Linked DNA regions of Sus scrofa: region 2 is linked to region 1. The links are chromatin contacts, called in public Hi-C maps. All regions are on one chromosome and are shown on one strand. Each heading gives the region's core, a stretch centred on a gene start, on an enhancer-like site or on the middle of the called end of the contact. The rest is flanking DNA. Distances are from core to core; before and after follow the strand shown.

What was found. A called contact is a pair of places that touch in the nucleus more often than the background predicts.
Region 2: a contact with region 1 is called in a Hi-C map of liver, with 2.7 times the contacts expected there. The contact joins the promoter of IVD here to the promoter of CHST14 in region 1. A contact is called at or near these places in 1 of 47 Hi-C or Micro-C datasets (liver) and 1 of 2 datasets of contacts at active chromatin or transcription factors (alveolar macrophages).

The regions. Positions count from the first base shown.
Region 1 is chr1:130,845,210-130,850,023 of Sscrofa11.1, forward strand. It overlaps CHST14 (carbohydrate sulfotransferase 14), which reads right to left and starts at 1,994. Exons shown (of 1, transcript XM_003121594.4): 1 at 1-1,994. The coding sequence starts at 1,756. The coding sequence ends at 626. It overlaps BAHD1 (bromo adjacent homology domain-containing 1 protein), which reads right to left. Exons shown (of 7, transcript XM_021097680.1): 7 at 4,626-4,814.
Region 2 is chr1:130,908,025-130,912,838 of Sscrofa11.1, forward strand. It overlaps IVD (isovaleryl-CoA dehydrogenase), which reads right to left and starts at 2,558. Exons shown (of 12, transcript NM_001167635.1): 1 at 2,406-2,558; 2 at 90-179. The coding sequence starts at 2,558.

The DNA of each region.
Region 1 (4,814 bases), core at 744-3,243:
AGTGGCAGCAAGATACACTAGCCACACAGGGATCTTTGGATGCTGCAGGGCCAGATCCTGGTGCTACCAGGCAAGGGCCCTTTCAGTTTTCCTTTCCTTGGAAAAATGAAAAGAATCTGGCAAGTGTAGGAAATTCTAAGTCTGAAGTAGAAAGATACAAAAGTCATTCATAAGGCACGACTTCGGACTCCAGCCCTGAGGCACATGGAAGTGATGAATGGGCCACAGGGATCCCAGCTCTGGTAGACCTCCTGAGTTTGGCCACAGGTTTAAAATAAGGTGGACTAAGTGGACTGCACAATCCAGGCAAGCAGGGCCCTGCCGCCAATCTTTAGGACAGATGTGTTGCTTCACTGGCAAACTGGAATCTGGCTCTGCCAGGGCAAGAAGGATCACACTGGCCCCCCAAGAAACCTCCCCTTTGGAGAGCACCAGATCACCTGTCCAACCCTGTCCTCTGAGCCACTGTGGGCACCCACCCTGGACAAGGAACATCCAAAGGCAGTCTTTTCCATCTGGAGAAGCCCCAGGCCCCAGAGCCAGGGTTTCTTTGTATGGCAGATGGTAACACAGAAACTGGCATTGTCAAAACCAGTCCCCAGCAGCTCCTGGCCCACACCCATGGTTACTGATGACAGGCCTCCCTGGTGACATTAGGCAGTGGGTAGGCAAACAGGGAGAAGTCCAGGATATACTTAGGTAACACATCCTGCAGCACGGCCCTGGGGGCACTGCACAGGTGGTAGTGCAGGCTTTCTGGGCTAGCCGGCCGGTACCAGGCCTGGCGAGCTGGAAATCGGACATGGGGCGGTGCCCGCACCCACTCCAGCACCTGGTTGGCGTCTGCCTCCAGCCTCTCATAGGAACCCACAAAGTCGTAGCGCACGGCACAAGGCTGACAGAGGTGATACACGGGCATCCAGTGCTCATTCATGCGCTCGGGGTCCTCGTCCACCAGGTATCTCAGGAACTCAGGGAAGGTGACATCGTCCCCTGCGGGGCTGGGTCCCGCTCCAGCCCGGTACCGCCTCACGATCTCGGCCCCATAGCGCTGCTGGTACTCTCGAATCTCGCCAAACTTGTTGCGGTAAGCAGAGAGAAGGCGTTCCAAGGGGTCTCGCACAAACAGGAACTTGAAGTAGTGCTGCAGGCGGTAGCGAATCTCGTCAGGCCGTAGGTCGGCCAGGAACACCAAGTCGCTGCGGTGGTCCATCTTGAGGCGGACGTCCACGTTGTCCAGGACACCCGCCAGCACCTTCAGCACCCGCTTCCAGTTCGAGCAAGCCACCTTGGGCACGTAGCAGTAGAGGAAGCGGTAACGGTCACTCACGAGGATGTGGCGCAGCAGGGTGCGCCGCTGTCCCACCGGCAAGTCCCAGGGGTCCCGGGGCATGCCTGGTTGTCCGCACACTGCCCTCAAGGTCCGGTTCCGGACGTCTTGCCTCACCTGCAAGTCCGAGTCCCCGGCATCGAGGAGCAGCCCCCCAGACCTGGGGACCGTCTCGCGCCACACCGCGCCCTCGCGGTTGGGAGGGTGCAGAGGAAGGGGCTTCATCTCGGCCAGGATGCCCCGCTCGATCATGAGCAGCAGCCCGCTGGAGGCCACGATCACGGCGAACATCAGCATGGACGGCAGCAGCAGGGGCGGCGCCCCCAGCCCGGCCCGGGCCCTGCCCGAGGGGACCCGCCTCAGCGCCCTGCCCAGGGGCTCGGCGCCATTTGGGGCCGCCAGCGGGGTCAGCGGGCGGGGGAACATCGTGCTCCCGGGACGGGGGCCTGCGCGGGCCCGGCCGACCTGAGGGCTGTACGGGAGGCGAGCTCGGTCTAGGGGCGGGCCCGAGGGCTGGGGACCGTGCAGCCAGGAGAGGGGAGGGAATGGGAGCGCTGGTGGGAGGCCCCGGCGCGAGGGGGTGGCCGACTCCCGGGCTGCGGCGCCGGAGCGGGCGGCGGGCGGCGGGCGCGGCGAGGGACCTGGGCCGGATGTCCCGCCCGGCGCTCTCCGCCCCCGGCCCCGCCTTGACACAGGCGCGGGGGCGGGCCCAGGCCGGGGGCGGGGAGAGGGGCGGGAGCCCCTGCTGCGAGCAGACTGGGAGGGCGCGTGCAGACCCCCACCCTGGAGAGGGAGCCTGAGCCAGCGCCGCCCTGGTCCACCAGGTTTGGGGACAAAAGCTGCGGAGGCCCCGAAGGCAAAAAAGACCCAGGCCGAGGCTCCCTCTTCCGCACAGCTCCTGCCCTCAAGAGCTGGACGGAGGGGACCTCCCCGCAACTCCCTGCCGCACACTCCGGCCGGGCCGAGCCCTTACTTTTACAGCGGGGCTGGAGCAGGGGGTCTTCGCAGTCCCGAATTTCTGGAGGTCTTTTCTTGCTGGAAGCAGAGCCCCCAATGTCGACCATCTACCCGCCCTGTTCTGGCCACTCCAATAAAGAGGAACTAGACTGTCAGGCACTGACAATGGCTCATCTCCATGGTGACCCTTAGATTTTTTTTTTTTTTTTTTTTACAGTACCTGGCAGTTTCAGTATTTATCCACCGGGTAATGCTGAATGCTAATAAAGGGACTCTTCTCTGTCTTCCTTCCCCCAGGCCTGAAGAGGTGGGACACACTCTAGTAAGGGGCCAAAGTCAAATTGGTGCCTGATGACCACTGATGTGATAGGCACACATTTTGAAGGATGAGGAGCTGGGGGCACAGAGCAGCAGCCTCCTTGCCTGGGGCCAAGTATGTGCTCCATGGAACCAGGCTGGCCAGGTGGAATGCCTTGGACATCAGTAGCCAGCCTTTACTGATCTCAACTGGGTACCTCGCTAAGCAACCAGACTTTATTCTGTTATGTGTGGGGAGCCAGTGAGGCTCTGAAACAGGGCCCACATTTATTGAGGCTGGTGTCCATTCAGTGTTTTGTACTCATTATCTCCTTTAGTTGTCACAGCTGCCCTGGGTATTCCCCTCCATGCAGCTAAAGAAACAGAGGTTCTGGGAAGCTGAGACTCTATATGGGTTGGTTTAATTCTAAAACCTAAATTCCTAAACATGGTTCTTCAGATTAATGGAGCACAGACATGGAGAGAGAAAGCAGCTGACCCCTGAACACACTGTACTGAGGAGTGATGGAACAGGAACAGGGGAAGATGCCAAAGGACTTGTTTAGTGAAAGAAAGGAGGTCCCACTGATGGGAGGAATTCAGAGGATGAGGGGTCCTGAGGGCTGAGACAAAGCTGGAGGACTCACAAATGGCCCCCAATCCTGGTAATGTCTGTACAGTGGATGAGCAAGGAGAAAGAATGGGAAGCCTGGTAGCCTCCCAGCTTCTGGGTAGGTTCCCTCCTCCCACTGTCTGAGTGGTTGGGTGCTTCTTAGGATGCACCATGCACCAATTTAGAAGTTTGCATCAGGAGTTCCCATCGTGGCACAGTGGTTAACGAATCCGACTAGGAACCATGAGGTTGCGGGTTCGATCCCTGGCCTTGCTCAGTGGGTTAAAGATCCGGCGTTGCCGTGAGCTGTGGTGTAGGTCACAGACACGGCTCGGATCCCGCGTTGCTGTGGCTCTGGCGTAGGCCGGCGGCTACAGCTCCGATTCGACCCCTAGCCTGGGAACTCCATATGCCGTGAGAGCGGCCCAATAAATGGCAAAAAAAAAAAAAGAAGTTTGCATCAGGGTTCAGTCTGGCTCTCCGATAGCACTAAAGATAGATTTCTGATGGTGAGCTTGTTTCTACTGAAATTTTTTTTTTTTTTTTTTTAATGGTTAACTACAAAAGAAAAAAAATTTTGAGAAGTTGTTAACTGGACCACGTGTTCATTTCTCTGAGTTTTCTGTGTTAGCAGTCACAGTGAGGCAGTCTGAATACAGGAATAGCCACTTACTCTGGGGGAGTCCCTAGACAAAGTTCTTGTCCCCACACCAGTTCGCTGTCTGTAAAGTGACAGGATACTTCCCATCTCATGAATCTCTTGTGGGCAGCACACCCAATGGCAGTGCTACGATATGTCCATGGTGGTGTTGGTGCCACTAGTAACCTCTTCGGAAATGCACCTGCCCAGATGTTCTTACAAAATGCAGAAAAGGGCTGGGCTGCCTATCCGCCTCCTAGCAACTTCCACAGCCTTAGAGCTGCCCCACCTTGAACATGCTCAACACTGGGGGTAGGGCTCAGTTAACTGAATCAAGGGTCCAAGCAATGACAGCCCTTAGCCGCACAGTTTGGCTTTCATTTCCTCAGAAAGGGGAGACAGTTGAAAGATACCAAGGCCCTTGAACAGTTTCTGCTGGCCAGTTTTCTCTAAGGGCATGACTCAAGGTGATGAGGTGCCATCTTCACCATGCAACTACTTGTGGACCAGTTCCCAAGTCACTGGCTAGGCGGGAGCTGGCAACCCAAGGATTTCACACAACCCCGGGCAAGTGGCTCTGGCTACCCAGATGTGAAGTCAACTGCAAGTTCCTGTTCCCTATTTCCTCTCCTCCCTCTGCTTTCCCCCTACTCTCCCCCAAGCTCTTTGATTATGGATCCTAGTGAGCCCCTGCAGTGCAAGTAACTAATAGGGACTTCCTCCCCCATAAAAAAGTAGTGAGCCCCTCTGCACCCACACACAAAGATGACAGGACACACAGGAAATGATCCTTTTCTAAATCAATACAATTTCTCAAATTTATTTTTTTTTCTTAAAGAAGTACTTCTAATCTCTGTCAAAAGGGAGGTGAGGAAAGGCCCTCCTCTCCCTTGTAAACACTGAAATACAGATCTGAGAAACCAGGGTCGACACACACAAAAAGTGCATTTTACAAAATATCAACTAAAATATATTTT
Region 2 (4,814 bases), core at 1,308-3,807, 63 kb after region 1:
TCATCAGAAGACTGGTGAGCCCTGCCAGGCAGCAATGCAGCTCCCACACTGCCCGCTCTGTCCCCCTTAGTGTGGGCCTCACGACTCACTCGCAGGTTCTTGAACTCGTTGCTTTGGTCGATCTCCTGGGCCTGGGGGGCTAGGTGCTCCTGAAGGAACTTAGTCATGGTCTGACGAAGCTAGAGGGAGACAAGTGGGCAGATGCAGCTGAAATATAGTATAATACTGCCCCTGAGGACAGCATCACCACTACTGAGGGCCCCTTCAGGGAAACGGGCCACAGGTAACCTCACCAAACAGCATCGAAACAACACTTAGAGGCCCTACCAGTTTATGCTTCCTCAGAGATGATCTTCACCTCTCTTTCTGAAGAGCTTTTTTTTTTGTCTTTTTGGGGCTGCACCTGCCAGGATATGGAGGTTCCCAGGCTAGGGGTCGAATTTGACCTGCAGCTGCTGGCCTACACCACAGCCACAGCAATGTGGGATCCAAGCCACATCTGTGCCTACGCAACAGCTCATGGCAATGCTGGATCCTTAACTGAGCGAGGCCAGGGACTGAACCTGCATCCTCATGGGTGCTAGTCAGATTTGTCTCCACTGAGCCACAACGGGAACTGCTGAAAGATTTTTTTTTTTTTTAAGATTATCTTTCTTTTAATTTTCCTTTCTTAGGGCTGCACCTGTGGCCTATGGAAGTTTCCAGGCTAGGGGTTGAATTGGAGCTGTAGCTCCCTGCCTAAACCACAGCCACAGCAATGCCAGATCTGACCTGCATCTGCAACCTACACTGCAGCTTGAGGCAACATGAGATTCTTAATCTACTGAGTGAGGCCAGGGATCAAACCCACATCCTCATGGATACTAACTACTTGGGTTCTTAACCCACAAGGGGAACTCCCTGAAGATTCTTTTTTTAAATGTCACTCCCCTACATAAATCATTGCATGGCTTTCCACTGTACTTAAAGGAAAAACTCATTATATATATGTATGCATAACTGAGTCACTTTGTGTATACCTGAAACTAACAACATTGTAAATTAACTACACTTCAATTTTAAAAATGGTAAAAACGAAAAACCAGAAACCAAAACAACCCCAACTCTTTACTCAGGACTAGAAGGCCCTGTGAGGTGACTCCCTGCAGGCCTTTCCAGCCTCCCCAAGTACCTTTCTCATCCCCAACTCACTGCTCTCCAGTCACACTCCCTTCAGTTCTCTGCACTTTCAGGCACTTTTAGACACACCAAAGCCTTTGGCTAAAAGGGATTATTACTCAAGAGAAATTAGAAACTCTTCTGGGCTGGGAGTTCCCATCATGGCACAGCAGAAACAATCCAACTAGGATCCTAGGATCCATGAGGATGCAGATTCAATTCCTGGCCTCGATCAGTGGATCGGGAATCTGGGCGTTGCTCTGAGCTGTGGTGTTGGTCACAGACGCAGGTCAGATCCTACTTTGCTGTGGCTGTGGTGTAGGCCAGTGGCTACAGCTCCAATTCTCCAATTTGACCCCTAGCCTGGGAACTTCCATATGCCTCGGGTGCAGCCCTAAAATGCAAAAAAAAAAAAAAAAAAAAAGGAAAGAACGAAAAATAAATTCTTCTGGGCTGGAAAGCTTGAGAACTAGGATTGAACACTTTCTGCCAGAAGTGATTCAAAACTCTATCTGCTGACTGTAAATGCAACTAGGCTTTGGCCTCTGGCCAAGTTCAGACAGTTGCTTAGAGCCATGGAAGAATCACTCTTCCAGGAATCCAAACCAGTGTCCAAGTGAACCCAGTCTCCTTCCCCCAAGAATGGCTCTGGTTCAGCTCCATTTTTATTTATTTATTTATTTATTTATTTATTGGTCTTTTTAGAGCCGCACCAGTAGCTGCCGGCCTGCACCATGGCCACAGCAAAGCGGGATCTGAGCCGCCTCTGCGACCTACACCACAGTTCAGCTCCATTTGTAACGACATCATTCAAGTTTTTGTTCCACTTTGTACTCTGACAGGAGGAGTAGACTACAATGTGTATTTCACCCCCACCCCAAGGTGGGTATTCACATAAAGATTCTATGGTGATGATTAATCAGGCTCGAGGACTGCAGCCTTAGACAGTGTTGAGGTGTAAGAGTACTTCGGACAGATTACAGGCCCTTTTGCCACACACGGATAACCTTGCCAACCCTCCACCAAAAAACCCCTCAGACTCCCTGGAGCGTTCCTGTCCGCAATTTCTCCACTAACTCCGACAGCTCAGCCTTGCTACCGCCACAGAGGGAAGGCTAAGGCCCGCTACCCCCCCAGCGCTGGCGCTCCCTTATCAAAAGCGGCAGCTGAGTGAATTCCGCGCAGAAAAGCGCCCAGGCGACCACGAAGCAGGGAGAAGGGGCCGGGAAGGCGGTCGGGCTCCCTACCTGCTTCTGCTCCTCACTGAGACCATTGATCACATCATCCACCGGCAACAGCGAGCTGGCCTGCTGGGTAATCAGGCCACTGAACGCCTGTAGCTGCGGCCGCGGCCTCCAGCTCGCAAAGCGCCTACCGAGTAGCCAAGCTGAAGCCGCCATCTCTGCCTTGTAAGGGGAGCTGGAAGTAAAGCAGCCTTGAGCCAGGCACGCCCACACGCTCCACCAGTCCGCGGTTTTGCAGACGCCAACTAATTGGCGAGGGGGTGGGTCCCCATAAGCCAATCACCCTCCGTTGCCCGCTGAAGGCCCCTCGATCATTGTAAGCGGCACCAGCCAATCGGCGGTGACCGCCAGCATAAACACGCCCTGAAAGGAAAGGGTGCTAGCTGGGAGATGTGGGAAGTGAGGGCCGTCATCATTGGTTTGTCTTTTTTAAGTAGATGAGCCGGAAAAGTGTCTTCTTTTTTTTGAGGGGCGGCTATAGTGTTCCCCCCTGCGTGGAAAATAGCAGTCCTAACTGCAGAAGGCTGTGAGAAAGCAAATGCTAGAACAGCAAATGGAAAAATCCGCCAATGCCCCAGAGTGGTCTATACATTGTTAAAGCAAATCTGGGAGAAGAGCGCTTGCTCTAGGGTGCATTCTGGTTATGACTCAGTAAAATTTGCTTTATTATGTAACAAGGTTTGTTGATTTTGACTTGAATTTTATGGGAAAGTGGTTGTTAAGGAATTGCTATGTTCCAAATTATTTACTGTACATAAGAAGGGCAGTCAGGACACACTTTTAAGAAGAGAAGGAAACTGAGCTCAGGTTGGGCTCCTCCCCGCTGGAGACAGGTGTTGGTTGGAAAGGAAAAGTTGCTTTATTTAGATGACCAGAAACCTGGTAAGAAGGTGGACTTGTGTTGAAGAACCAATTCTGAAGATTCTGAGGGACCACGAAAGGTTTTAAAGGGATAAAGTAGGGGAGATAATCACAATCAGTCTTTTGTGAGGGGGTCAGACTCTTCCTTACCACTAACTGTGTGCAGACTTTCTTGTGACTAGTTGGTGGTGAGGTAACAGGGTGATGATGTTCCAGGAATCTGGTATTCAGATTGAGGTTACCATCCTCCACTTGGGTAGAGGCCTTAGTTCCTGCAAAAGAACTCAAAGATAGGAGTTCCTGTTGTGGCTCAGCAGGTGATGAACCCGGCTGGTATCCATGAGGCTCCATCCCTGGCCTCCCTCGGTGGGTTAGGGATCCGGCATTGCCATGAGCTGCAGAGTAGGTCATAGATGTGGCTCAGATCTGGCGTTGCTGTGGCTGTGGTGCAGCTACAGCTCCAATTCAACCCCTAGCCAGAGAACTTCCAAACAAACAACCCCTCAAAGATAGCTACATATATATATTCCTTGAGGAGGAACTGGGACTCTGCTTTATCACTGTACTATTGTTTCATTTTTTTAATGATTTTTTTCTCATTATAGTCGGTTTACAGTTTTCTGTCTTTTTTTTTTTTTTTTTTTTTTTGCTTTTTAGGCATATGGAGGTTCCCAGGCTGGGGGTCCAATTGCTGCTGGCCTATGCCACAGCAACGTGCAGGATCGGAGCCACGTCTGTGACCTACACCATGGCTAATGGTGATACCAGATCCTTAACCCACTGAACAAGGTCAGAGATCAAACCGAAACCTCATGATTCAATCGGATTCGTCTCTGCTGTACCACAATGGGAACTCCCTGTCAATTTTCTACCGTACAGCAAAGTGACCCAGTCACACACACATATATATGTTCTTTTTCTCACATTATCCTCCATCATGCTCTGTCAAAATTAACTACATATAGTTCCCAGTGCTATACAGGAGGATCTCATTGCTTATCCATTCCAAATGCATAGTTTTCTTTTTCCTTTTTTTTTCCCCTTTTCCCCATTTCTTGGGCCGCTCCCGTGCATATGGAGGGTCCCAGGCTAGGGGTCGAATCGGAGCTGTAGCCGCCGGCCTACACCAGAGCCACAGCAACGTGGGATCCAAGCCTCGTCTGCGACCTGCACCACACCTCAGGGCAACAGCGGATCCGTTAACCACTGAGCAAGGACAGGGATCGAACCTGAAACCTCATGGTTCCTAGTCAGATTCGTCAACCATTGAGCCACGATGGGAACTCCAAATAGTGTGCATCTATTAACCCCAGATTCCCAGTCCATCCCACTCCCTCCCTCTCCCCCTTGGCTACTACAAGTCTGTTCCCCAAATCCATGAGTTTCTTCTCTGTGGAAAGGTTCATTTGTGCCATCTATTAGATTCCAGATATAAATCGATACATGGGGAGTTCCTGTCCTGGCACAGCAGAAATGAATCCAACTGGGAACCATGAGGTTTCGGGTTTGATCTCTGACCTTGATCTGGTGTTGCCGTGAGCTGTGGTGTAG